6 separate regions of the Mus musculus genome follow, and regions 1, 2, 3, 4 and 6 are each linked to region 5. The links are chromatin contacts, called in public HiChIP or PLAC-seq and promoter capture Hi-C maps. All regions are on one chromosome and are shown on one strand. Each heading gives the region's core, a stretch centred on a gene start, on an enhancer-like site or on the middle of the called end of the contact. The rest is flanking DNA. Distances are from core to core; before and after follow the strand shown.

Region 1 (3,921 bases), core at 353-2,852, 620 kb after region 5:
GAAAGTATGACTTCATCCATCCTGTAAGGAGGTCCCCGAGGAGCCCACGAGCAGCAGAGCCTGGGCAGAGGCACCAGATCCCACCCCAGACAGCCCCTTCTGGCAACCAGACCAGTTAACTCTAGTTAACCCCTGCAGAGCAACAGTTAACTTCTACCTTCCCCAGCCCATGAGAAAGACCAAGGTGTTCACCTCCAAGTCCTGTTTCTCCTACAGTAAACACCAAGCTCTTAAGAACAATCAACAGAAGTAAATCAGCAGCTAGCTTGCTCTGCAACATGACCTCCATGGTTCATGCTGCCACAAACAGACTTTAAGATCTCAATTTGCACAATAGTGTGGTTATAGGTTGGTCTAAAATTAACATTCATCCTAACTCAAGTTTCACTCCAATTCTCACCATCTTTAAGACACATTTAGTTGGTGGTTCTGGGTGGTAGTGACGTGATGTGAATATAAATTGGGGGGAGGGGGAAATTGACCATTTAGTCCTCCAGGATCAGAATTCCTGTAACAAGAACACCAGAAGGGGAAAATGTTCTTAACAAAGAGCTTGAAGAGGGCCCCACTCACCAGGGTCTTCCCACACAGAAATGTAATGCTAGTCTGGATTCTGTGCTGTGAATCTGAAGGCTGGCAGCCCATAGTGGTGTTGAATTCCAGGAGTGATCTGGCTGAACTTCTCAAAAGTGAGTCACCTGTTTGGAGAGGATAAGAATGAACACACAATGAACAAACATAAAAGCACGTAGGCTCTTTTCTCACAGATAAGCACTAGGCAAGCCAGGAATGTTAAACACGCAGGGTTGTCTCTTCAAAGGGAGAGTAGATAACCTGTTTCCAGCCCAGGAGGCTGGGGGCAGGGGTGGTTAATAGCCTGGTGACCTCTGTGCTATTTCTGTAAGGCCAGGCCACAGCAGCTGCCCCAGACCCCTCCCATGAGCCTGCTTCCCCCAGACTCCTCCCATGAGCCTACTTCCTTAATCTATAGAATCTATCTATACAGAAGACTCACTTGAACCTCACAAAAGAATCAATGTAGTCATAAGTAAAGATTTATTGAACACATGGGATGGAGTTAATTAAAACCAGAGAACTTTTTTTTAATTGTGCTTTGCTTAAATGTGCCTAAAATAAACTGTAAGTCTCAAATTTTGAACCAATACTGGCAACTGAGTTGTGTGGAAGAGAACTGCCTGTTTATGTCCTGTAAAACTATGCTTTTGGTGGCTTGGTGGTCAGGAAAACCTTCACAGGAGTGGCACTGCATACTCTGCATCCAAGCAATGGAAAGACTAAGAGAAGTGTATCTCTCTCGGGGTTCAAGACAAGCAAGGACTACTCAATTAGACAACAGCTTTTAAAAAGAAGAAGAAGAAACATAACCGTAATATCTGTTATTCAAGTCTGCTTGAAATATCTGGTCTCTCTGGTGTTCCTCTAAATCTTTCTGACCTGCTCAGCAGGCAATTTATAGAAACACTTCCAGGACTGTAAGGCCATCTAAAACACAGGCTCCAGGCTGGAGCAAGAGGAGGAGCCAAAGCCTGGTGAGGTTGGGCTGAGCAGGGGGGATTAAGTGACACAGTTGGGGCGGAACTTAATAATCTCCACCCCCTGCCGAGGCTTCAACATTATATCTATCCCTCCTTGCTCTAGCGGGCAGCAAGAAGCACAGCACCGCCAGTTACCACGCAGACATCCTGGGGAACTGAGGTAAGCTAGGGTTCCCCGCGTGAAGCGCGGCAATGCGAGGGGAGGATTCTGCAGATGAGGGTAGGATTCCGTTGCAAGGGGAGGATTCCACGCGTTAGAGGATTCCGCAAAGGAAGGGTTCCACAGGAGGGAAGGGCTCTACGCGAGGTGAGGGTTCCACTGATCCGGCAGCTCGAGGGCTCCGACCAAGAGTTCCAGGCCGCTCAAAGGTTCCCCTACGCGAGATTCAGCGCTAGGGTGAAGATTTCTGGGCTACAAGAAAACTCAGCACTAGGGTGCCCCACTGCTCACCAGTGTTCTGAACTACACGAGGGCCGATAGGGCCGGTAGAAAGCCGAAAGCCGCGCTGCCGCCATGCCGCGTCAGCAAGAGGAGAAGGGAGGGGGGCGTCCAGCGCGGGCCGACTGCTGCACTGGGGGGGGGGGGGGTTTACGGGCGATCTAGAGCACGAGGGTGCCACGCTGCGCAAGGGGAGCAGGGGTTCGCGCTAGGGCACCACGCTGCTGGAGAGTTGGGGGGGGGGGTGGAGATCGGAGGATTTCTACACGACCTGATCCGCGGTTTGCGGGGCAGGGGGAAGGTTCGGTGGGTTCCGCGGCACTGCGCGAGCCAGGGTGCTGGCGTGTGCGCTGCCCCCCCCCCCCCCCCCCGTTCAGAGGATTTTAGCACAACTCCAATTGTGCTGCGATTCTGGTTGTGCCGAGTTGCGAGAGAGGCTAAGGGTGAAAAGCTGCACAAGGAGGGGATTCGGAGGGTTTAGAGGGTTCCGCGGCACTGCGCCGCAGTGCTGCCCGAGGGTTCGGAGCAATTCCGGTTGTGCCGTGATCCTTGGTTGTGCTGAGTTGCGGTGAGGGAAAGGGAAGGGAAAGCTCAGAGGGTTCCGAGCTATCCTGAGGGTGCGAAGCTGCACAAGGGCAGGGTTCCGAGGGTTCCGCGGCACTGCGTGAGCCCCGGTGCCGCGCTGCCCAAAGGTTCGGAGGGTTTTAATGCGATTCCGGTTGGGCTGTGATTCTGGTTATGCCAAGTTGCGCGAGGGGAGGGGAAGAGACGGCTCGGAGGATTCCGAGGTATCCTGAGGGTGCAAACTGCACAAGGGGAGGATTCGAAGGGTTCTGTGATCAGGGCCAACGCTCAAAAGTGCCATGTTACAGGAGAGATGAACTCAAAAGTGCCACGTTGCAAGAGAGGCAAGCTCAAAAGTGCCGCGTTGCAGGAGACGGAGGGAAGGGCAGGGTTTGGCGCTATCCTGGCTATGCATGAGGGTGCCACACTCCTGCGCAAGATTAGGGTTCCTCATTGGCCATGCAAATGAAGGTGCCCCACTAGCGGACAGGAGGATTCAGAGGGCTCTGCACTATCCAGGCTGTGCTCAGGGGCACATGAAGGTGCCATATTCTATACAAAGGGAGAGTTCAAAGGGTTGGACCCTCAGAGCGCATTTCGAGTGGATTCAGGTTTCATGTTATGTTGCCTAGTTGTGCTAGGGTTCAGCGCAAATCTGGGCAAGGGACTGTACATTGTATTCGATGCAATCAAGTTGGCCATTGTGCTAAGGAGTGCCTTTAACCCAAGGCTTGTCTGAGCTGCAGACAATGGGGCTAATGGAAGATGGGCCATCTGTCCGGTCATATCCGTACCCTCGACCTCTCAGTGACATTCTATATCTGGGCCCACCTATTCCCTCTAGTCTGGTCCCATTTTCAGAACCTGGAGAGACCCTTCTGACTTTGTCACCAGGACCAATTATTATCCTCATGCCTACCACCCACGTGGTACCCCACCCACTACGGTCTTTAGGCTATTGCTAAGTGGCTACTACAAACAGCTCTTTTAACAACCCACCAGTTCTCATCACAACACTCCTATTCTCAGTTACTAAAAAGCCTTAGTAGTTCTTATCACTCGGTCCAAAACCCTGAAAAAAATTAATCAGGCCATTGTTCCCACCTCCTCTGTTGTACTGGCTGGTACATCTTGGGATCACCTTGACACAAGCTAGAGTCACTAGAGAAGGAGGAGACTCAATTGAGGAAAACGCCTCCATGAAATCCAGCTGTAAGGCCGCATTTTCTCAATTAGTAACCAATAAGGAAGGGCCCAGCCAATTGTGGGTGGTGCCATCTCTGGGTTGGTTGGTGGTCCTGGGTTCTATAAGAAAGGAAGCTGAGCAAGCCATGGGTAGCAAGCCAGTAAGCAGCATCCCTA
Region 2 (4,316 bases), core at 751-3,250, 680 kb after region 5:
ACATGGTATCAGCAATCTGTAGCCTGGGGGTTGACAGTCGATGAAACCTTTCAGGGACCAACAATTAGCACCGACAATGCCAAGAAGTTTGAGCCGCTTGCCTAAAACGTAGAATAAGGAAGCGGAGGAGTCTGGAGTCACATCCAGGACTATTGGACTCCAGAGGCGTTTTAGAAAACTCATCTCAGAGCAGAAACCATGAGAAGCAGGAGCCTGCCAGCTGCTCTTGTTTACACAGTTCTGTTGGCTCTGGAACACAGTTCAAGGGTTGGGCAGGGTGTGGCCATCTGGAGAGGCACGTGCTGAACCTTGAACAGGCAAAGTGACAAGGCATCCAGCCTGTGAGACTGCAGGATGAGAGCCAGGATCAGGGCACAGGACCTGTGTCACTAGCCTTGGTCCCCCACAGAGGGGGCCATGCTAGCCTAGGTTCACCCATGTCAGATTAACAACAGAATGGGGGAGGGGGTGGCTCAAGGGAATCCTCTTTCTGATCCACTTTTCTTCCGTCCCACCAGCTCACTCATCCCTTCCTCCATTTTGACACGTTTACAGTTCTTATCTCCATCAGCTGTGTCTCAGGCTTGCCACACAACAGTGTAGACGCTCAGATAAGTCATCCTGGTACCCAGCAAGACCTTGGAAGAACAGTCCTAAGCAGGATGCAAAAGTAAACTTTTCCCCCGTTGGATTGATTCAATCCTGGTATTTTTCTGAAGTAAAAATAAAAACAAAAACAAAACAACAACAACAAAAAAAAAACCAAACCAAAACAAAACAAAAAAAACCTAAACCCTGAATGGCATACCTTGCTATTGTGAGAGTCCGTGGACTTTGTTCATCGCTTCAGGCAGAAAATTCTCTTTTTTTCCATATTGTTCACCATCTTGCCTTTGGGATTTTTTTTTTTTTTTTTTGATAGAGTCTCAAGTAACCTGAACTGGCCTCAAACTTGCTATGTAGTAAGAGGTACCTCGAACCTCTAACCTCCTGTCTCCACTTCCCAAGTGCTGACATTATAGGCATGTACCACCATTCCTGGTTTATGTGGTACATGCAAGCCTGGTCAGCACTCTTCCAATTAAACTTTACCCATAATCCTTATAATACATTCTTCTGGTTGGGTCTACATGAGTTCGGCCTGTCTTCATTCCTCTTAAAAATGATTTCCTCAACAAGCAAGGGTGGAATAGTTCCACCACAACAGACCTATAGACAGTTTCATGGGGGGAAAAGAAAGACAATGTTCTATTGTTTTTTTTTTTTAAAATAACTATTCATTGACTATGTGTGTGAGCCTCTGGGGGGTTATGAGCACCAACCACCTTTGCACAGTGACCATAGAAGCCAGAAGGGGGCTTCAGAGCTCCTGGAAATGGAGTTGCAAGCCACTGAGAGGCACTGCATAGGTCCTGGGAAGCTAATGTGCACACCCTCTACAAAGGCAGCAAGTGTTCGCAGCTGCTGAGCCATCTCTCCATCCCCAAGATTTTTTTTTTTTTTTTTTTTTTGAAATCGCTATGTACTAAATGGTTCCTGCAAGCAGCTATTGCCGATTGCCACTTTGCTCTGCACCTGGGAGCTGCATTTGACTGTTTAAGTGGTTCTGTCCCGGAGCTGCTGAAATGCCCAGTGGAACCACAAGCACTCCTTCAGACTTCCTGTTTCCCAAGAGCAGGCAACAGGGGTGTCGATTACAGCTCGTGCAGGCCTGGGGCAGGGAGGCCCACATGTCCTGTGTGTTTTCTATCTGCAGGCTCCGTACAGATGGTGAGGTTGTTCCCACAGCAAATCTGCCACCAAAGGGGATAGGAAATCTTGGCAGGAAGCTCTCTCAAGCACCAGGGGAGAGTCTCCCAGTGACCTTGGCCTCCACCCAACCCTTTCTCACTACTAAATGAGGAAAGCATCTTGAACAGATTCTGCCAAGACTGATGGGACTTGGGCCTTTCTCAGCGCTGGAATGTTAGGTGAAAGCAAGCAGACACATGTTAACAACTAGACACAAAACAGCTTCGATACTATTCAATCACAACAAGGGAGCCCTCTTCCTGGAGGCTCCTAGCCACGTAGGAGAGAGACCAGCTTTCCTGGGTGTGTTCGCCCGAAGGCATTCGCTTTCTCTGGCAAGATCTTACGGTTAACCAAGATTTCCATGGAGTGAGCAGTCCTTGGCAGAAGAAAAACAGAAGCAAGACCACAAAATATTGAAAAGACTCCTGAGGCTGGCGTGGAGTTAATAATCACTTGTACAAACGGGCGGAACTGGTCTCAATGGGGCCCAGAAGCAATGGATGTAGGGGTATATGATGTGGCATCGCGGGGTTCGCACAGGCAAGGAAAAATATCAGCGGTCTATTCTTTTCCATCTCCGAGGCCACCCTCAGGATAGCTGCTTGATGGTCTTTGCCTCCAGACCAGGCCTCCCCCAGCCACTGGAGATGCCTCAGGAGGTCTGACCCACTTAGAGCTGGAGGTGTAGGGCTGGAGAGATAGCTCAGAAGTTAAGAGCACTGACTGTTCTTCATAAGGTCCTGAGTTCAAATCCCAGCAACCACATGGTGGCTCACAACCATCCATAACGAGATCTGACACTCTCTTCTGGTGTGTCTGAAAACAGCTACAGTGTACTTACATATAATAAATAAATAAGTCTTTTAAAAAAATAAGGAAAAAAAAAGGTAGGTGGTAGACTTCCTAGTGCTCAAAGAGACCAGGGTTTGAGTCTCAGCCCTGGACTTGAGATACATAGACTGCCTGGGAACTCCCTATGGAGCTGGGAACAGTGTTGAAATCCTGATCTCCCTTCCTCTATCTCCTGAGATCCTGTGTGTGTGCCACCATAACTGGGCAAAACTGCTAAGGTGTCCTCAAACAGTCTGTCCCTGTCAGGACACTTCCAGATGAAAAACCTCATCTCAGGTTCACCTCAAGCTACAGGGTTCCAGAGGCATCTGCATCCTTTGAGGTCTGTCCTTGCCTCTGTGCGCTTCTCTTTCCCTTGTGCCTCCTGAACACCATCACAGATCCCCAGTTTGCTGTCAACCTCTCAGTCGACTCTGCTCTACTGAGAGGTTTTTCTGATGTTCCTAGTTACATTTCCAGATTCCTGAAGACAGATAAACAATACCCTGCTGTGGATTAGCGCCTGGCTTAGGCAGAACAGACCCACTCTCTTTCCCAGACGCCCTCCTGTCTCCCTTATTCACTTTCAGTCAATCAGTGTTTTACCACTCATACATTTATTTATCTTGCTGGGGGAGGGGAATGTGCCCACCTGGAGCTTTCGAGTGGAGGCCAGAGGTTACCTCACAGGAACTGGTTCTCTCCGCCCACATCAGGTTTGGTGGTGAGGGCCTTTACCTGCTGAACACTGAATTTTAAAACAAAACTCATCAGAATAATCTTAAATAACCCTTCTCATTAAAGCCACCGGTGTGGGTGGGTGAGTGAATGTGAGTGTGTGTGGGGGTATGGTTATCTGTGTGTGTGTGTGTGTGTGTGTGTGTGTGTGTGTGTGTGTGTGTGTAAACAGACCTGACAATCCTGTGGGATGCGGGAAGAAAACACAAGAGCCAATCATAATAGCTTCCTTTCCACTTGTGCATTAAATTATGTCCAAGTATTTTACAAATACAATACTTTGACTAGGCTGGGCAATGGGACTAGTTCACGTCTCTAATCCCAGCCCTTAGAAGGCAGAGGCAGGCAGATCTGTAAATTCTAAGCCAGCCTGGTCTACAAAGTAAGTTTCTAGGACAGTCAGAGCTACACAGAGAAACTCTGCCTCAAAGAGCTGAAAAAAATTATGTACTATGACTGGGATAGTGGTACTTGATCCAAAAATTTTGTACTGACCCACAGGTTTCTACCTAGAACCCTCCTATGTGCCTCCTTTGGTTTGTCTTTATGACAGGGTCTCATGTGTGCTAGACGGGCCTCCAACTCCTGATTGGCCTGTGTCTATCCCTCACATGCTGAAGTTTCAGGCAGGCCCACCATGCCCTGTTTTCCCAAGAAGGTATAGTGACTCCCTAGAGGGACTCTAGTGCCACCTTTCTCAGTAGATTTTGCCTGATTTCCAAAGTGTCTCAACCCCAGTCCATTGTATCTCTTATTATAACAAATGCATGCTTTGGGCCTTGTAATTTAGATTTGAACTTTTTTTATTTTTAGACAAGTGGCTCTGTCAAGCCAAGGCTGGCCTCAAACTAGTGACCCTCCTGCTTCTGTCTTCCTGTGACTTGGGTTGCAGGAGAGTGCCATGCCACCATTCCTAGTTTAGACGTGTATATAAGTTGCCCTTTTTCAGCATT
Region 3 (4,263 bases), core at 1,618-4,117, 760 kb after region 5:
AAACTCACAAAGATCCGCCGGCCTCTGCCTCCCAAGTACTGGGACTAAAGGCATGCGCTGCCGCCACCACCACCCAGCTCTTCTTTTTCTTTTAAATTATGCTCTGTTCCTATGGCCAGAATATTAAGACATACGATTTAAGTGAGTTCCTTTTTGTTCACTAACACACTTGTACCTGGGCAGGAAGTTTAGTGTGGATGCTGTTCCTTTCACAGGCAGCCCCGTCCCTTATTTGTTCAGATTACCATGAAAGGATAGCCACGAGTATGCGCTGACTTATCACACTGCTCCGCACTGAACATTTGGCCCCCAGGCAGGCTGTTGCAAGCGGCTGCCTGGTGGCTCCTGGTCTATGACAAAGATCCCTGCAGGATCTTTCTGCCCCACCCCCACCCCAATTCTGCTCTCACTCTTGGCCCTTGGACAGAGGGGTTGTGACAGTGGACTTAAGGAAGAGAAAGAGAGGGAAGAAACTGGGGGTCTGGGCTGCACCTGGAGAAGACCAGTAAAGGCCATAGAAAAAAACCCATGCATGTTCATAGGCCAGCAAGGACCCCAATTCCCAAGAGGAGAAAATATGAGCAAAGCATCCAGAACATTCTGTCCAAGAAGAAACAAAATACCAAGAAATACCACCTTGCTAAGTGCTAAGCCTGCCAGTAAAAACTTCTGGATATCATTTTCCCTATTAGATAGTTTTTTTGAGAATGATCAAAAAAAGTGGGGGGGGGCTTCTCTGTACAAGTTCTCTCTTATGCTGCTTCCAAAAGCAACCTTTTAAAAATATTGTCTATTGTTCTTTGAGAATTTCATATGCGCACAATGTAATTTTATCATACTTACCCCTACTCCTCACCTAACCCCCTCTCAGGACCTCACCCCCACCCCACCCCAACTTTGTGCCCTTTTTGTTTGTTTGTTTTTTAATGACTCATGGAGTCCAGTTTGACCTGTCCGCAGGAGAATGAGACCGTCACTGGAGCATAACTGACCTACCAGGGGCCATCACCTTAAAGAATGCTGGCTCCCCCTCATCCAGCAGTCATCTATTATCATTAGCTCTCCAGCAAGGGGTAGTGAGCCCCTCCCCACTCCATGCTAGAATGAAGTGGCTTGATTTTATGCAGGTATTGTGCACAGCTGCTGGGTCTCTTTTAGCCTAGACCAGCCTCTAACTCCCAAGCTAGTGAGTTGAGTATGACATTGACATTGACTTCTGGGATTCCTGCCTGTACCTCCTGAATACTGAGATTATAGTTATAAAACACTATTGCCAGTGCATGTGGTGGAATCCAGGGCTTTGTGAGAGATAAGCAAGCACTCTCTGAGAACCATACTTTTGAGAATTGCCAGACTGAGGACTGGCATGTTTCTGTAATCTGCAATCCAGAGCTGTGGCAATGGCTCTGTGTGCAAAACGCTTCTTTGAAAATGTGAGGGGGTCCAGGTTCAGTGAGACACCCTGAGTCCTTGCTTTTTTTAAGTTGTTTATTTATTTATTTATTTTATGTATGTGAGTACACTGTCACAGATTCCATTACAGATGGTTGTGAGCCACCATGTGGTTTCTGGGAATTGAATTCAGGACCTCTGGAAGAACAGTCAGTGTTCTTCCCCACTGAGCCATCTCTCCAGCCCCACTAAGTTTGCTTTCTATTCTATTTCAAAAGCACCACAGGAATGAAAGGGTTAATTTCATCTCACAGTAGACAGACCATCATGGAGGCAAGTCTGGGCAGGAACTCAGAGCAGGAACCTGGAGTTGAGACCATGGAGAAATAATGCTTGCTGTCTTGCTCTTGGGCTCTTGCTTGATTACCCTTCTTCCCAGGAGTACCTGCTCAGAAGTGGCACCACCCACAGTGGGATGGGCCCTCCCACACTAGTTGTCAATCAATGTCCTATGGACTTGCCTACAGGCAATCTGATGGCTTCGTCTTCTCAGCTGAAATTCCTTCTTCCCAGATGACTCTAGTTTGGTTCAAGTTGACAAAAGCCTACAACCAGCATGCTCTCCCTCAGCAGACAAAATAGAGAGCTAGGAAGAAGACACCAGATGTCAACCTCTGGCCTCCACACACACATGCACACATAATGATCAGGTGACTATTTCAGATAGATAGTGGGGCAGATGTTAAATGTCCTCAACACTAAGAAATAGCAAACGTCTGTGATGACAGATGCCACCCACCCTGACCACTGCACAGGTTCACATGTGTTCAACCATCACCATGCATTCAACAGATGTGTACCGTTATGGTGTGTCAATCAGAAATAAGATGCATCTGGGCATGGTGGCCCATGCCTACTATAGCTGCTAGCTGCAGCACTCAAGAAGTGGAGATGGGAGTATTCCGAGTTTGAGGCTAGCCTGTGCTACTTAACAAAACCTTGCCTCAAGGCAAACAACAGAGGAAGCAGCTATCTTTGAGTGGTCAAACAGGAAAGCCAGTGGGTTTGGTTTTCTTCCTTCTGACCTCTCCAAAGTCTGTGAAATTAATTTACTTTTCTCATCCATAAAAGTTATATATTTTATCAAAACCACAGAAGTTGTTGAGACACTCCCTCCCTGAGGCAGGCTAGGTTCATCAACGGGAAGAGAAGATCTGGCTGTGAAGAGAGAGATCAGGGAGAGCTCTGAGGAGGACAAAGTCACAGGTTGCCTGGGATGCAGGGGCTTGAAAGAATTGCCTCTCCTGCGTTCTCCCTCCTCTGTTAAACCCCAAGTACAGGTCACAGGGAAAAGCTTGAGACAGTCCTCTGCTTGCTTTAGAAAGAAGAGGACGGACGGTTGGTGGGCCATTCCAGGGTAGGGTGGAGCAACACTCTCACTACCCACTGAGGCTGGTGGCTGATGAGAGAAACCCAAGAACCACCGCACAGATCCAAGTACTGACAGGACCACAAGTGGAGCCAGGCCAACATGGGGAAAAGAGAAAGGAGGGGAAAGCCCCACTGAGAGTTTTTCTCATCCTTCAGTGGGCTGCAAATGTAATCAATCACTCTTTTTGGCTACGTTATTGGGTTCTTTTACCCACCACCTTCTCCACCTCCATTCCTTCAAACCCCACAGCACTGGGTAGGCAAGAAAGAAGGTTAGAGGGGAAAGGAGGTGTTGGCCTCATTAGGCTACTTCCTGCTGATTAGGGACCCCGAGTTCCTACAGGCAAGTTTGATCTCCATTGTCAGGATATCCAGTTTCTTCCTCTCATCAACTTTGCTCACAACCACTTGACAAACCACAACCAGCAGCAGGAGGAGAGCAGCAGCCTCCTCCTTTCTTGGGGCTGTGTCCCCAGCCACAGTTTAAATCATTTCAATGTATTGCCATGTATCACTTTAAAACTCCTAATTCTGTCACCTCGTTCTGGTAAGAACTCCTAGACATAAGAAACACAGAGAGCTTTCCCAGAGAGCCGTGACCAAAGAGGAACTGTTGTAGGCTGAGGCTGGGAGTCAGCCCTAGTGTTAGTAGAGGGGATGTGGACATTTCAGTAGCGTCTGCTGAGTGGAGAGCTGACAAAGGGGGAATGAGCCAGGGCATGAAGATGAGGAGAGAGGGCGGGGGACTCTGGCGTCCCTGTCCCTCAGCATGGGAGAGAAGCCTCCCCATGATACAAAACCGTTCTGAGGTGCAGAACAGATGGCGCCGGTCACCACCTTCTGTTTCTGATCACAGGAGGCCACAGAGAAAGCCATCTTCCTGGAATGGAGCCATTGGCAATGACCTTGTATCCTCTGGAATCCACACAACCCACCAGAAACAAAACCCCAAATGAAACCACCTGGTCTTCAGAGCATACGGATGACCACACTTACTTCTTAGTCTCCCTGGTCATTTGTTCCCTGGGACTGGCTGGGAATGGCCTTTTGATATGGTTCCTAATCTTCTGTATCAAGAGGAAGCCATTCACCATCTACATCCTCCATCTCGCCATTGCAGACTTCATGGTCCTCCTCTGTTCGTCCATCATGAAGCTAGTGAACACTTTTCACATCTACAATATGACCTTAGAGAGCTACGCCATCCTCTTCATGATCTTTGGCTACAACACAGGGCTCCACCTCCTCACGGCCATCAGCGTAGAGCGGTGCCTCTCCGTGCTTTATCCAATCTGGTACCAGTGCCAACGCCCAAAACACCAGTCCGCTGTGGCCTGTATGCTGCTGTGGGCCCTCTCTGTTCTCGTGTCTGGTTTGGAAAACTTCTTCTGCATTCTGGAAGTGAAGCCCCAATTCCCAGAATGCCGATACGTGTACATA
Region 4 (4,202 bases), core at 1,326-3,825, 840 kb after region 5:
CAGAGTGGTGAGGTTACATTTATAGATCAGCAAGCGAGGCAATGTACAACTTGTGAACGCTGAGACGCTACGACATGACCACCACTGTCCAGCAGTGGGCTACAAACGATGATCAGGATTTAATTTCTACTCAGAATTGGGCTCCAGCCAGGACATAAACATCCTTACAGGGATGAAGATGAAGATCATATATATATTTTTTCTTTTCCTCCCAAGACAGGGTTCTCACGCAGCTCTGGCCGTCCAGGAAACTTGCTCGGTAGACCAGGCTGGCCTTGAATTCACTGAGATCCACCTGCCTCTGTCTCCTGGGTGCTGGGAATAAAGGTGTGTACTACCACAGTCTGGTGATATTATATATATATTTACTTGTATGAATGTTTTTCGTGAATGAATGTATGTATGTATGTATGTTTGAGGGTGCCTGGTACTTATGGAGGCTAGAAGAGGGTGCTAGATTCTGGATTCCTGGAAGAGTGAAGAAGGCTGTAAGAATCCAAGAGGGTGCCAGGAAACAAATTTGGGCCCTTTATAAGAACAGTAAGTGCTCCTTAGAGCTGAGCAATCTCTTTACTCTCTAAAAGATGATGATACTTCTTAGAGACACTTGGCTTCTTTGCTCTTTCAGACGACTGAAACAATGAACTCCTCAAAGACTGGAATCACATGCTGGGAGAAGGAACAAGTTGAAGCCTGGTACAAGGCAAAGGAGATCTTTCCTTCCAGGGAAAAAGATTCCACACACTCTGAGGACTTGCCAGACCACCCTGCTATAGAGACCCAGACAATGGGTCAATGCAGGGGGTGGGGCCATAACATGACCTGACTGTTTAGAAGTGCGAATCTCCAGCTGTCTATTTAAAGTTTAATCTCACTTCTGGAGTATGAAGATGGACCTGAGGAGGATACTTGGATCTCCTCCCAATTTAACCAAATTAAATAAAGCTCCCTTTTCTACTATCCATTTTGCTGTTCCACCTAGAATATGAAGGACAACTAGCTGAACGTGGTTTCTTGAGATAAAGATTGTGACACCAAGTTCTCTAACAATGATCCTTTATATATATATATATATATATATATACAGATGTTGCATAATCTAGGAGGTGGGGATCTGATGTCAAAACAATTCTAGCCCCAAATGTTTCAAAAAACAATATTCAACTGGCACACATACAAATGGTCTCAGACAGAGTAAGAGCAGAACTTGGTATTGAATATTAACAATTTTCTCTACAGTTGATTCAAATGTGTGCTGAGGGAGCACAGGGCAGGGCAGGAGTGGGAACTCATGACCACATGCATGCTAACCACACACTTCACCACTGAGCTATACACCCAGGCCCCAAACCAATCATCAACATCAGTAGTCACTGATCTCCAAGCCCAGCAGGAATCAGAGCTATGATGAAGCATTCTTAGACTCTCCTGCCTTCCTCCGGACAGTCCCCTGGAGTGAGGGACAGCTGATCTCCTGACAAAGTGGACCAGGGTAGAGCTGCTCTGCTGCAGCCCCACTCGCAGCTGTGGCACAGTGCCAGGCCCACACACTTTTATTGACTGTGTGACATGTTAGGGGTATGTGGAGGACTGTGAATACTTTGCTGTGCTTCTAACAATGCAAAGGCGATACAGTCCCGTGGTCTAAGATCACTCACCGAAAAGGCTTGTAAAGGAGCTGTGACTTCAGCCAGAGGAAGGAGGAGGGACAGAAAGAATCCTAGCAGAGAGAACTCCAAGCAAAGCAATGTATGGTGGTGGTGGTGTGTGTGCGCGCACACACACACATATAAATAAATGCTGTTTCTAGTGAACCAGATCTGTCCTGGGCTACTGAGGAGTTACCTGCCGTCAAGACATGTCCAAATATGACCTCGGACACCTCTTCTGGAGCCACCTTGGCCCTCTGCAGGACTTCTTTGATGACAGTTGTCCCCATTTCGTGGACAGGCACGGTGGACAGGGCACCATTGAAGGAGCCTACAATGGAATGGGGAAGAGGGAAGGAATCTGAACCAAGAGCACACTGAGGACCACCGAGGGGGAGAAGGGGTCACATGCATTCCAAATAAAAACGGCTGGAGCCGAGGCGGGCAAAGGCGATGGTGACTTCCAGAACAATGCCAAAGCCAAGGCCTGCCTGGAGGAGCAGCTCAGACCACCATCTCTCGGGCCCCCGACACCACAGCGTGATCAATGGTGCACCGCCGAACAGACCAATCAGCGATCAGGAGAGAGAGCGCGTCCCAACGTTATCTAATAGGTGAGCCTGGCAGAGCGGTGGCTCTACTGCGAGGAGCCAATCGCAGCACGAGGGGCGGGTCCGCGGGCAAGGCGCGGGGCACCGCGAGCTGTGGAGTCTGTGGCCGGCCGCCCCCTCCCCGTCACGAGAGCCCGAGTCTCCGCGATCATGTCGGGAAGGAGGGTCACAGGCTGAAGTGACCTCGCGGGACACTCACCTATAGCGGTGCGCGCCGCTGAGACGATGACCACGGGGTCTGAGCCCGCATTCATCTTGTCGCTCTGGTCTCTGCTAGCTCTCAGCCTTGTCCTGTCTGCGACTGAGGTAAAACTTCCTCCAGCCTGACAGGCTGTGCTGGGGGGGGCGGAGCTATGGCCTCCACGCCACGCCTCCTCACGCCTGCGCAGGAAGCTGGTAGGGCTAAGTCCCAGAATTGTGTAAGATGGAGACTCTTTGGTTTGGTATGGGGTAGATGGTGTCTACCCAACCTAGGTGTGTCGGGTTAGGGTGGGGTGTGGAGGATCCAGGGATGTTGGGTTGGAGGTAGACAGCCTAGGGGTGTCGAAGAGCGATGCGGTGTGCAGACGGTCTAGGGGTCATAGGTGGAGTCGGGTCCAAGGGTAAGGCTTTCCTCCAGGTGACACTGGAACCTAGCCTAACCTTTCCTACATAGGCATCTCCCGTTTCTTCTGAAGGTTCTTCTCAGCGCTGACAGCTTCTGAGTGGGTAGCCTCCTTGCTAACAGAGATCCTTAGGGCAGTGGATCTCTACTGTCCAATCCTCTCGGACTTATTATTCAGCCAAAGACAGAATCTGCCAGACTCTACTTACCTCTCTGCCTTGTGTCATTCTCATGCCTTTTGCAGGCTCCCTCTGGCCACCCCCCAGTCCCAGCCCTAGCACTATCACAGGTCACCTGCAGTGTCCCCAGTGTTTTGAAAGGAGAGTCATCCTGGTTTGCTTCTGCAGCTTGCTGGTCTACAGAGAATGCCATCTGTTTAGGAAAGCAGAATCCTGTGGTGGAAGGAAAGGCTTTCTAGGCAAGTCTTGCCCTCAGTGGGGACAGTGGACAGTGAAGTAAGAGAACTGCGCCACAGATTGTAGGAAAGGAAAACAAACCTAACAACAACAACCCGGTAAGCTGGGATATCCTCCTGAAATGTAAAGCAACCTGAAAAAAATAGTATTTTGAGAGAGGTGGATGGATCAAAGTAGGTTCTAGAGATGAGGCTAAATTCTAGATTATGTCCTCTGTTTCCTCAAGGGTCCAAGAAATGCAAGGGACTTCCCATGGTTTCCTCCTCCTCCTCCTCCTCCTCCTCCTCCTCCTCCTCCTCCTCCTCCTCCTCCTCCTCCTCCTTCTTCTTCTTCTTTTTGGTTTTTCGTGACAGGGTTTCTCTGTATAGCCCTGGCTGTCCTGGAACTCACTTTGTAGACCAGGCTGGCCTCAAACTCAGAAATCTGCCTGCCTCTGCCTCCTGAGTGCTGGGATTAAAGGCGTGCGCCACCACGCCTGGCTTAATAATTTATTTTTATGTGTCTTTGCTTGCATGCATGTATGCATCCTTGCATGTGAGCCTAGTGTCTGCAGAGGCAAGCAGAGGATGCTGGACCCCAGGAACTGGAATTGCAGACAGTCGTGAGCTATCATATGGGTGCTAGCTACCAAACCCTGTTCTCTGCAGGAGCAGTAGTGCTCATCACCACTGTGTCACCTCCCTAGCCCTCTGTTTTCCCACTACTCTGGCCACTCTTCAGTTCCCTTTGTGGCCTTACTCTCACTGCCCCTCACCCAACATGCCACAGCATGTCCACCCCATCCTGTCAGTTACCCCCATTATGCTGACAACTCTGGAATCCTTCTTTTAATTTTGTTGCCTGTGAGCAGACTGGCTCTCTCAATTTAAACTTTCTATAAAAAACAACTTATGACATCTAACCCAAACTCGTGTTTACCTCT
Region 5 (4,132 bases), core at 1,358-3,857:
AGTATCACGATTGTTTACACGTCTCTTTCCCTTCTGAGATTGAGTGCTACCCCATTTGTTTTTGTGGCTTGGATTCCCAAGAGATATTTGCTGAGCTGAACTGTTAGATTATGACAGAAATGTTTATAACCCTCTGTGAATATAGACACAGGAGGCAGAGTCTAATTGCGACTCTTAAATAAAACGCCTAGAATTCAACCCACCAATACCTTCCCATCCCTCAGATAGGTTTCTAAGATCATGAGCTCTTAGCAATATTGGCTAACAGACAAGGCCTTAGCAATAGTAAGGATCAGAATTGAATCGTAATAATGAAATAAAAACATTAAATATTGAGCTTGGGGCAAGAGCTGCAATTGTCAAATTTTTAATTTCCTGCTGTTTTTACCAAAATCACTCACTGTAACTATAATCAGTGTAATGTAAATTTATGGAAGACTCAGATATTATTGTTATTGTTTGTTTGTTTGTTTGTTTGTTTGTTTGTTTGTTTTTTGAGATGGTTTTTCTGTATAATCCTGGCTGTCCTGGAACTAGTTTGTTTGTTTTTTGAGATGGTTTTTCTGTACAATCCTGGCTGTCCTGGAACTAGCTCTGTAGATCAGGCTGGTCTGAAACTCAGAGATCCATCCACCTGTCTCTGCCTTCTGAGCGCTGAGACTCCAGGCATGTTCCACAACATCCAGCAACAAGTCTCAAATTCTAAAATTAAATTTCCACCCAAAATGCCACTATGAAAAAAAAATTAACTATCTGGAAAGTATTTTTGGAAAACTCATTGATTCCCGTCAACAATAAAATCACAAAATATGGGCTGGTGAGATGGCTCAGCGGTTAAGAGCACTGGCTACTCTTCCAAAGGTCCTGAGTTCAAATCCCAGCAACCACATGGTGGCTCACAACCATCTCTAATGAAATCTGATGCCCTCTTCTGGAGTGTGGAAGACAGCTACAGTGTACTCACATATAATAAATAAATAAATCTTAAAAAAAATAAATAAAATGGTATGGTCAATGTTTAAAAAAAGTCACAAAATATAACTTGAAAAGTTATAAGAGAGAATTTTACTGGGGAGAGGGGGTGCTGAGACCATTTCTCTATGTGGCCAGAGGGGATTGAATGTTCTAGAAGCTAGAGTTAACAAGAACAAGAACTTAAATATTACATTGGATTCCAAGAACAAAAATTCGGAGTAATTTATGTTATGTGTGTGTGTGTGTGTGTGTGTGTGTGTGTGTGTGTATATGCGTGCGCGCGTGTGTACTTATGTGAGTTTATGTGCACCACATTCATGCAGGTGCCCCTGGCCAACATCAGAGAGTGATGGATTCCGTAGAGTTAAAGGCAATTGTGAGCTGCCAGGTGCCTGAAACTGAACCCTGACTTATTCAAGAGCGGTAAGCACTCTTAAACCCGGAGCCACCTCATCTCTCCAGTACTTATAGGAAACTCTTTACTAACAACTTTTATAGCCCTTGCTAGCCGTTCAAGTTAATTTTTACACCCCACAAATGGGCTTTCGGTTTGGATTCTTCCTTATGCCCTCCACCCTCACTCCATTTGGCTTTGCTCCTCTCACATTCTAGATGATCTTCAGGATGTCAAAGTCCAAACCCTTTTCCTGCTTCTTGAGTACCTTCTTCTTGGCTCCTGTCTGCAGGGCAAGCTATTTGCCGTGCTTCTGCAGCCTGGAGGAGGAACTTCTCAGTACTGCTCGCGCTAGAAAGTAGAGCGACCACGGGGCATTCTTTCTGTAAATATGTAAACATCTGCGACAGTGTCTTGAACAGCCCGTATTTGAAGGGCACTTTAGGCACCCAGAGATTGAATTCACCTTTCCAGGAATGTCACAGACCTGGCCTTTGCGCACTTCCAACACCGCCCCCCCCCCGCCCCCTTAAAGTTTCAGGACTCTGTTCGGTTAATCTGCTCAGACCCTTGCTAACTTAACAAGAGTGTAAATGTCATGTGCATGTGTGTGTTGCCTGCTTGTGCGCACTAGCATGAGTAGGCAGTCCTGGCACCCGCTGGCACCCAGCTTTGGAAGGAGAGCATCCATCCACAGGAGCTCCGGGCATCCTAGGTCTGTTGGTCCTAGTCTCGGGAACGCTGGGCGTGATCTTGGAAGGGGCTTCCGGGCTGGCGGAGTGGTGGCCAGGAGAGGTGAGCAAGGCACTAGAGTGCGCGGGCTTCAGCTTTCATCCTGTTTTCCCCCCACCCCCACCCCCAAACGAAATGGCACAGGGGACTTGGGGCGTGGGGGGGGGGGCAATTTCCAGGGCAGGAGGCCGAGGTTTCTCAGGCTGTTTGCACGGGGATGCAACAGGGCTCTTGAGCTGGGCGAGTGGCGGCAGGCCACTGGGATGGCTTTGTTATCCACGCGGGTGACTACTCGATCCCAATCCCCATCTGGCTCCAACAGGAGGCCGAGCTGGACACTTCTTTACACTCATTGGAAGGAGAGGGTGACTCATGTTACACGGGGTCCGAGCTTCCCTCCCAGTAGCTGCTAAGTCGTAGCTTTAAAAGGAAGTGACATGGGTGGGGAGAGACGTCAGCCGAGGACCACCTTTTTTTCCCTTCCCGAAGGGTCCACCCCTTTGGGTGGAGTCTCGCTTTTTCTTTCCAGTGTTGGCTGACTTACAGCTTCTCTAAAGTAGAGGCAGTTTCTGAACCTCAGGCTCCTGCCTCGCAGTTCTGGCTTGTGAGCACCAATGCAAAGAACTGCCCGGAGCGAGGTAGGTGGTGTTGGTACGATTACCAGGCACCTTCTCCTGGGGTGTGGCGTGTGATGATCGGATGCCCTTCTCTGGCAGGGGTCCCTCTGCTCGGCTGGTTTCCTAGTACTTTGGAAGGGATAGGCTCGGAGCGGGATGCTGGTGGGGTTGGAGCGAATGATGCGGGGGTGGGGGTGGGGGCAGAGGGAGGAGCACCGGGGCTCCGCGACCACTGCTTTGTGCCAGATTGTGAGGAGCTTTCTGGGGGCTCTGCGAGCAGCCCTCCCAGGGTGGAAGCATTTTCTTGGCTACCGTGAAGGTGTAGCGATGGCTCCTGTTACATATACGGGCTCTCTTTTCGTGCAACACGTTCTTCTGTCTCTGGTGTTTCTATGACAACCACAAAAATATACTCCACAAAAATACAGTCCCAATCTAAATTGATTTATTTGTATTTCCTTCCTGGGCTTGGCCTGGCTGGGCCTCGCTGGAACGCAACGTGACTCTGTAGATACCCCCTCCTCTCGTTTTCATTTTGGTTTTTCCCTATCGCAGGAGGGCTGGGGGAGGGGAGTTGTCAAGGAAACAGGCATTTGTAATCACCGCTTTATTTACTTAAATTTAAGCTTCTGGGTTCTCCATCATATGTCGGGATTTTTAAAGGGAGTTCTTTTATGTTTTTGAAGCTTTCCAGTATTAAGGGCAGCTTTTAGAAACTTAACTAATTTCTTAAGACATGATATTGAACAAACTAAGAGGGGCAGGGGGATTTAACTCTTTATAGGAGGATACTGCATTGAAATAAAGTGTTGCAAAGTACCTGATAATTCACACTGGTAAATATGTTATCAGCTGTTCAGGCTCACCCACAAGTCTAAACATGTATAAAACGAGTCTTGGCTCTATTCTGAACTTCATTTAGCCACAAATCAAAGTTCAGTTAGCATAAGAAATGCTAACTACCCAGCTGGGTCTCTAGGGTATTGTTCTGTGGTGCTCTCACCTGGATTACCCAGTGTTTACCCTCTAGTCTTTCCAAACCTGGCACGGATCTGCTCATCTGAAGTTATCACTCAGCATCTCCTACTGGGGGGAAAAAGTTATCTCAAGAGGAGGGAAACGTAGTGTGGATGTGTGCATGTGTGTCTCTGTATATCGGGGGTGGGTGGGTAAGGTTCCTTTTGAGAAAAACAATTAAGACTCCCAAGTTAGAGGTATGATATCCTTCTGGTGCAACGTAGGGAGGAAAAAACAAACCTTCAGAAGAAAACTAAGACACGAGAGGAAATTATCACCTACCCAGTAATAAGCAGAGGTGGACAAAACTTGATACAAATAATTCATTGCTTAGAAGGCAGGCCCATTAGTGGTTTTGGGTGCTGCTTATATTCAGTACCTCTGAAGCAAGCCTGAT
Region 6 (4,187 bases), core at 1,242-3,741, 650 kb after region 5:
GCACCTCTAACACAACCTTAGACCCTCTCTAGCACTGGCAAAGTCACACCATGTGAGACAGTGGCCCCAGTAGACTAGTACAAAGGCCATTCATTCCACAAGGTAAGGACCAGCATCTCCACTGGAGATGAGGTGAAAGACCACAAGTTCAAGACAATGAGATGACCATGCACAAGTGAGCAGCTCTGAGACTCCATGACGCTCAGTTCTCCTTGACAAATTCTACTCTACTAAAATATAAACTCTAAACTGGGTGGGATTAAAGTGCCGCCTTTAATCCTGGCACTTGGGAGCACACAGGCAGACAGATTTATGGGTTCAAGGCCAGTCTGGTCTACAGAGTGAGTTCAAGAATAGCCAGGGTGACACAGAGCAACCCTATCTCCCCTCCTTCCCCTCACCAAAAAAAAAAAAAAAAAAAAAAAAAAAACTTAACTCTAGGAGACTAGACAGTTAACAGCTCAGCAGTTAGGAGTGCTTGCTGCTTTCGCACAGGATCCATGTTCAATGCCCAGCATCCACGTGGAGCCTCACAGCCATCTGTAACTTCAGTTTCAGGGGAATCTGGTGCCTTCTTCAAGGACACCGTAAGGTATGTGGTAAACAGACATAAATTCGAACAAAATACTCACACACATAGAATAAAAAAATATTCTCTTAATTTTTTCGAAGAAATTAACCTACTATAGCTAGAGAGTTGGCCTTTGGAGGGGGGGGGGATCAATTCTTAGCAGCCACGCAGGCTGCTCACAACCTGTAACTCCAGCTCCAAGGACTCTGAGACCCTTTTCTGGCCTCTGCATGGCAGACACAATGGACACGCATGTGCGCACACACACTTTAAAAATAATGGTGTAAAAAAAAAAAGTGAATTCTAAGGCAAAGGCCGCAGGTCTGTAGTAGAGTACTTGCTTAGCATGCCTGGGCCCTAGGTTGGATCCCCTGTACCAACGCCTTCAAAAGAAACAAATTCCAGTTATCTAGCAAGACCGTGACTTCCACAGCACTAGACCAGCTGTGTTAATTCTTGGTCACAGCAGCCCTAAATCCAAAATTTTCTGTTCTAAATGTTCCCCCCTGGGCCTACTATTGTTTAAGGGGCACCCTTCCTCCATATCATGAAGTTACCGGGGCAGCAATCTATCTTTGGGCAGCTAATTGGTCTATAAGCCGCAGTGCAGCAGTGTCTCCCTCCAAATACTCTCCAAAATGAGAAATAGAATTCTGGTCAGCTCATTCTTACACTAACAAGTCCTACAAATTATTAACTCCAGGTGAGAGAACAAAACTCTCTGATACAAAGGACTAAAGAGCCTGGACTACCATTAGAAACATCAAGTTTGGCTCAGCCCCGTCTCATTCTGAGTCACTTTTGAAAGTCAAGGGTAAAGCTGGCTTCAAGATTCTCTTCCCGCTTCCTTCTTATCAAAGTTTTTAAAACAAGAAAAGATTTGGTTTCCCTTCACCCTAAAGAGCCCAGAGGAGGCCTGTCTCCAAACTAATGGTATTGGAAGTTCCCTAGGCCCACAAGTCTGTGTCCAACACCAACAAACTTCGACAGGACTGGAAATTATACAACCTTGGATCCCAGAGCAGAAGACTCCACTAGAATAATCTACTCTGGAGACAATGACATCATGTGAGCAACCACACAGGAAGCTAACTGAGAGACGTGAAGGGTAAAGTCTTGAAAGCCTACAGAGATGACCACCTCTCAACCCTTGTCAAAAGAAGAAAAAGCTTCAACCACTGACAAATGGCTACTTTAAATAAGGAAAACTGAGAGTTGCCACAGAAGGGGTCAATCTGCAGTTGAAACCACCACTACCCAACTCCAAGAGCATCGCGTGGGTTCGCACTCCCTGGAGACTGCACACTAGAGGGGACGCCTCCGAAGCCCCACGGCTGGAACTTCAATGGAAACGTGCAGCGGGACAAAAGCCCAGCCTTAGCTCTGCCCCCTGCAACTTCCGACGGACACACCGGGCCCCGGGAGTCGCACAAAGCCGCCCGACTTATGACAGCCACAAGTGGCCGGGCACGGGGGGCTCCGGGGGCCAGTGCCACGGCGGCGCGTCCTCCTGCGCCGCCGCGGCCACCACGCGGGCAACTTTCCCGCGGGGGCGGGGCGGGGCGGAGGTCTGCGTGTCCTCGGGGCTCCGCGCCCGCCACGCAAGACACCCACCTGCACAGGGCGTCCAAGTCGACGGCCTGGGCCTGCGCGGAGCCCGCGGCCGCCAGGAGCAGCAGCAGCAGGAGCGGCGGCAGGAGCGCGACGCGCGGCCCGGAGGGCACCGGTCCCAGCTGAACGGCCCGCATCGCGTGTGGCGTGGGGCTCACGGCGGCTGGCCGTTTGGAGCCGCGCCTGGGACACGGTCGCGCCACCACAGCGGAGTCGAAGCTGCAACGGGAGCTGGAGGGAGAAAGAGGAGAGAGAACTGGAGCCAGGGGGGAGTGCGACGAGGAGGCGCTCCGTGGCCGTCCCCGGAGCGTCACGTGACCTGAGTCGGCCCGCCCCCGCCCCGCCTCCTGCTCACGTGACGTCCTCGTTCAGGTGCTCTCCGCCCAGTCCCGGGTCACATGAGCATCGCACGCGCGCGGGACAGGAAGTGTTGCGGGCCGGGCACGAGCGCCAGGTACCTACTCGAGGCCTGACAACCCCAGGGTTGCTCACGCGCGGCGAGGGGTGACGCCTCAGAGCCAGACCTCAGTTTCCCCGTCCAGCACCCAGGTTGCGTCTGCGCTTGAGCGCTTCCTAACTCTCTCTTCTTCAACCGAGACCAGTACGGTGGCCGAGATGGAGTTAGGTGGAAAAGCCCAGGTTGATGTTTAGTGTTGCAAGTGGATGCAGGGTTAAGAGGTCAGTCTTTCTAGAATCCCGCGTGGGAGTTTCCGACTCATGCCCCGGAGAGCCTCACAGCAGCTCTGTGGAAATGTGACTTCCCAAGCAGGGCTTTCTACAGCAAGTTAGGTGACTGGTGGACTAATATGCAGTGTGCAGAGAAACCAAAATGTAACAAGCAAATGACAAACAAAAAAAAACTTTTAGCGTGAGATTGCTTACTATGTAGCTCAGGCTATACTGGAGTTCAGATCCCTCTACTTAAGCCTACCGAGTTCTAGGTTTAGAAGCGTGTACCACCACCTCTGTTACAAAGTTTTATTATTCTGTAAAGATAATATGCAGCATCCATATTACATAAGGCGGTAACCTAGTGAAAGTACAGTAAATGAGCCTTAGGAAATGGCTCAGACTGTAATGTGCCTGCGGGTCTGAGCTCAAGCCCCAGCACCCAACCCCTGGAACTTTGGTGGGGAGGCAGAGACGAGGGCATCTCCGATGTTTGCTGGCCAGCCAGGCTGGCTGAATGTGGCCAGGTCCGCTGTTATTACCAAGAAACCAAGAAGAGGTCACTGGGCAGGAAGACAATCTGGCTGTGACACCAGGATTGGTCAACTGATCTTACTAGCTAGGCAGATATTCCATTCCTTCACTCCACGTGCATCCCTCCAGGAGCTGCCTGCTGGATGGAAGAGGATGGCCTGTTCCTGATGAAGAAGGACCATTTGAGGGTCAGGGGTACAGGAGTAGTCCCTTGATAGAAGCTGGAGTTCATGTTTGTCCTCTCTAGTGTTAGAACTAATGCAGGCAAGTGTTGTCAGTGAGAAAACCGCTAAATGAAGAGTTAGCTGTGAACCAGAATGTAAACTTCCACTCAAAGTATCATCCCCAAAATACATTTTCTTTGGATGGCTTTGGAAATGGAGCACCCCATAAACCAAGCCTTTGGTGAAGTCTTGTGTCCCCAGGTGATGGCATTATTGAGAGGTGGTTGTATCACGAAGACTGTGACCTGATCAATGAAGTAATCCATTCATTGATTCATGATCTGATGGCATCTCCTAGTTAGCTTCAGCTCTCAATGTGACACAGCCCAGAGCTGTCTGAGGTTGTCTCCATGTTGATGGCCCCATGGGCATGTCTGTGGAGCATTTTCTTGATCAAAAATTGAGCGACAAGGGTACAGCCCACTGTGAGCAGTACCATCCCCTAGACAGGGAATCCTGGACTGTGTAAGCGAGCAAGCTGGGCAGAAGCTAGGAAGAGCAAGCTGGTAAGCGGCATTCTTCAGTGGCTCTGTTTCAGTTCCTGTCTCAGTCCTGCCCTGAGTGCCTGTCCTGAGTTT

What was found. Promoter capture Hi-C pulls out the DNA fragments that hold promoters and counts their contacts. HiChIP or PLAC-seq counts read pairs in DNA pulled down with a chosen protein or histone mark. Capture Hi-C pulls out chosen DNA fragments and counts their contacts.
Region 1: a contact with region 5 is called in an H3K4me3 HiChIP or PLAC-seq map of bone marrow-derived macrophages, with 6 times the contacts expected there. The contact joins the promoter of Airn here to the promoter of Agpat4 in region 5. A contact is called at or near these places in 6 of 115 datasets of contacts at active chromatin or transcription factors (bone marrow-derived macrophages, double positive thymocytes, extraembryonic endoderm stem cells and 3 more).
Region 2: a contact with region 5 is called in an H3K4me3 HiChIP or PLAC-seq map of bone marrow-derived macrophages, with 4 times the contacts expected there. The contact joins the enhancer-like site here to the promoter of Agpat4 in region 5. A contact is called at or near these places in 1 of 39 promoter capture datasets (cranial neural crest), 3 of 115 datasets of contacts at active chromatin or transcription factors (bone marrow-derived macrophages, microglia and pancreatic cancer cells) and 2 of 9 other capture datasets (adipose tissue and liver).
Region 3: a contact with region 5 is called in a promoter capture Hi-C map of the HPC-7 cell line, with 3 times the contacts expected there. The contact joins the promoter of Mrgprh here to the promoter of Agpat4 in region 5. A contact is called at or near these places in 2 of 39 promoter capture datasets (the 3T3-L1 cell line and the HPC-7 cell line).
Region 4: an H3K27ac HiChIP or PLAC-seq map of extraembryonic endoderm stem cells shows a contact between it and region 5, with 4 times the contacts expected there. The contact joins the promoter of Acat2 here to the promoter of Agpat4 in region 5. A contact is called at or near these places in 2 of 115 datasets of contacts at active chromatin or transcription factors (extraembryonic endoderm stem cells and memory CD8 T cells).
Region 6: a contact with region 5 is called in a promoter capture Hi-C map of adipose tissue. The contact joins the promoter of Igf2r here to the promoter of Agpat4 in region 5. A contact is called at or near these places in 7 of 39 promoter capture datasets (the HPC-7 cell line, cranial neural crest, embryonic stem cells and 4 more) and 1 of 9 other capture datasets (adipose tissue).

What each region holds. Positions count from the first base shown.
Region 1 is chr17:12,739,709-12,743,629 of GRCm38.p6, forward strand. It overlaps Airn (antisense Igf2r RNA), which reads left to right and starts at 1,603. Exons shown (of 3, transcript NR_027773.1): 1 at 1,603-1,716. Igf2r (insulin-like growth factor 2 receptor) reads right to left here. Exons shown (of 48, transcript NM_010515.2): 3 at 574-698.
Region 2 is chr17:12,792,426-12,796,741 of GRCm38.p6, forward strand. All of the region lies in intron 1 of Airn (antisense Igf2r RNA), which reads left to right. Among named protein-coding and RNA genes, the nearest start is that of Igf2r, 25 kb to the left of the region's middle. RefSeq lists an enhancer at 1-645. Within about 2 kb of position 2,001, at least 112 of the 459 cell types and tissues checked have an H3K27ac peak or open chromatin away from gene starts, as enhancers often do. A contact at or near this core is called in adipose tissue and bone marrow-derived macrophages, where this site is marked.
Region 3 is chr17:12,873,167-12,877,429 of GRCm38.p6, forward strand. It overlaps Mrgprh (MAS-related GPR, member H), which reads left to right and starts at 2,868. Exons shown (of 1, transcript NM_030726.1): 1 at 2,868-4,263. The coding sequence starts at 3,709.
Region 4 is chr17:12,958,150-12,962,351 of GRCm38.p6, forward strand. Acat2 (acetyl-Coenzyme A acetyltransferase 2) reads right to left here and starts at 2,576. Exons shown (of 9, transcript NM_009338.3): 1 at 2,460-2,576; 2 at 1,846-1,980. The coding sequence starts at 2,514. It also overlaps the pseudogene Gm15946.
Region 5 is chr17:12,116,677-12,120,808 of GRCm38.p6, forward strand. Agpat4 (1-acylglycerol-3-phosphate O-acyltransferase 4 (lysophosphatidic acid acyltransferase, delta)) reads left to right here and starts at 2,608. Exons shown (of 9, transcript NM_026644.2): 1 at 2,608-2,739.
Region 6 is chr17:12,767,215-12,771,401 of GRCm38.p6, forward strand. It overlaps Igf2r (insulin-like growth factor 2 receptor), which reads right to left and starts at 2,492. Exons shown (of 48, transcript NM_010515.2): 1 at 2,186-2,492. The coding sequence starts at 2,319. All of the region lies in intron 1 of Airn (antisense Igf2r RNA), which reads left to right.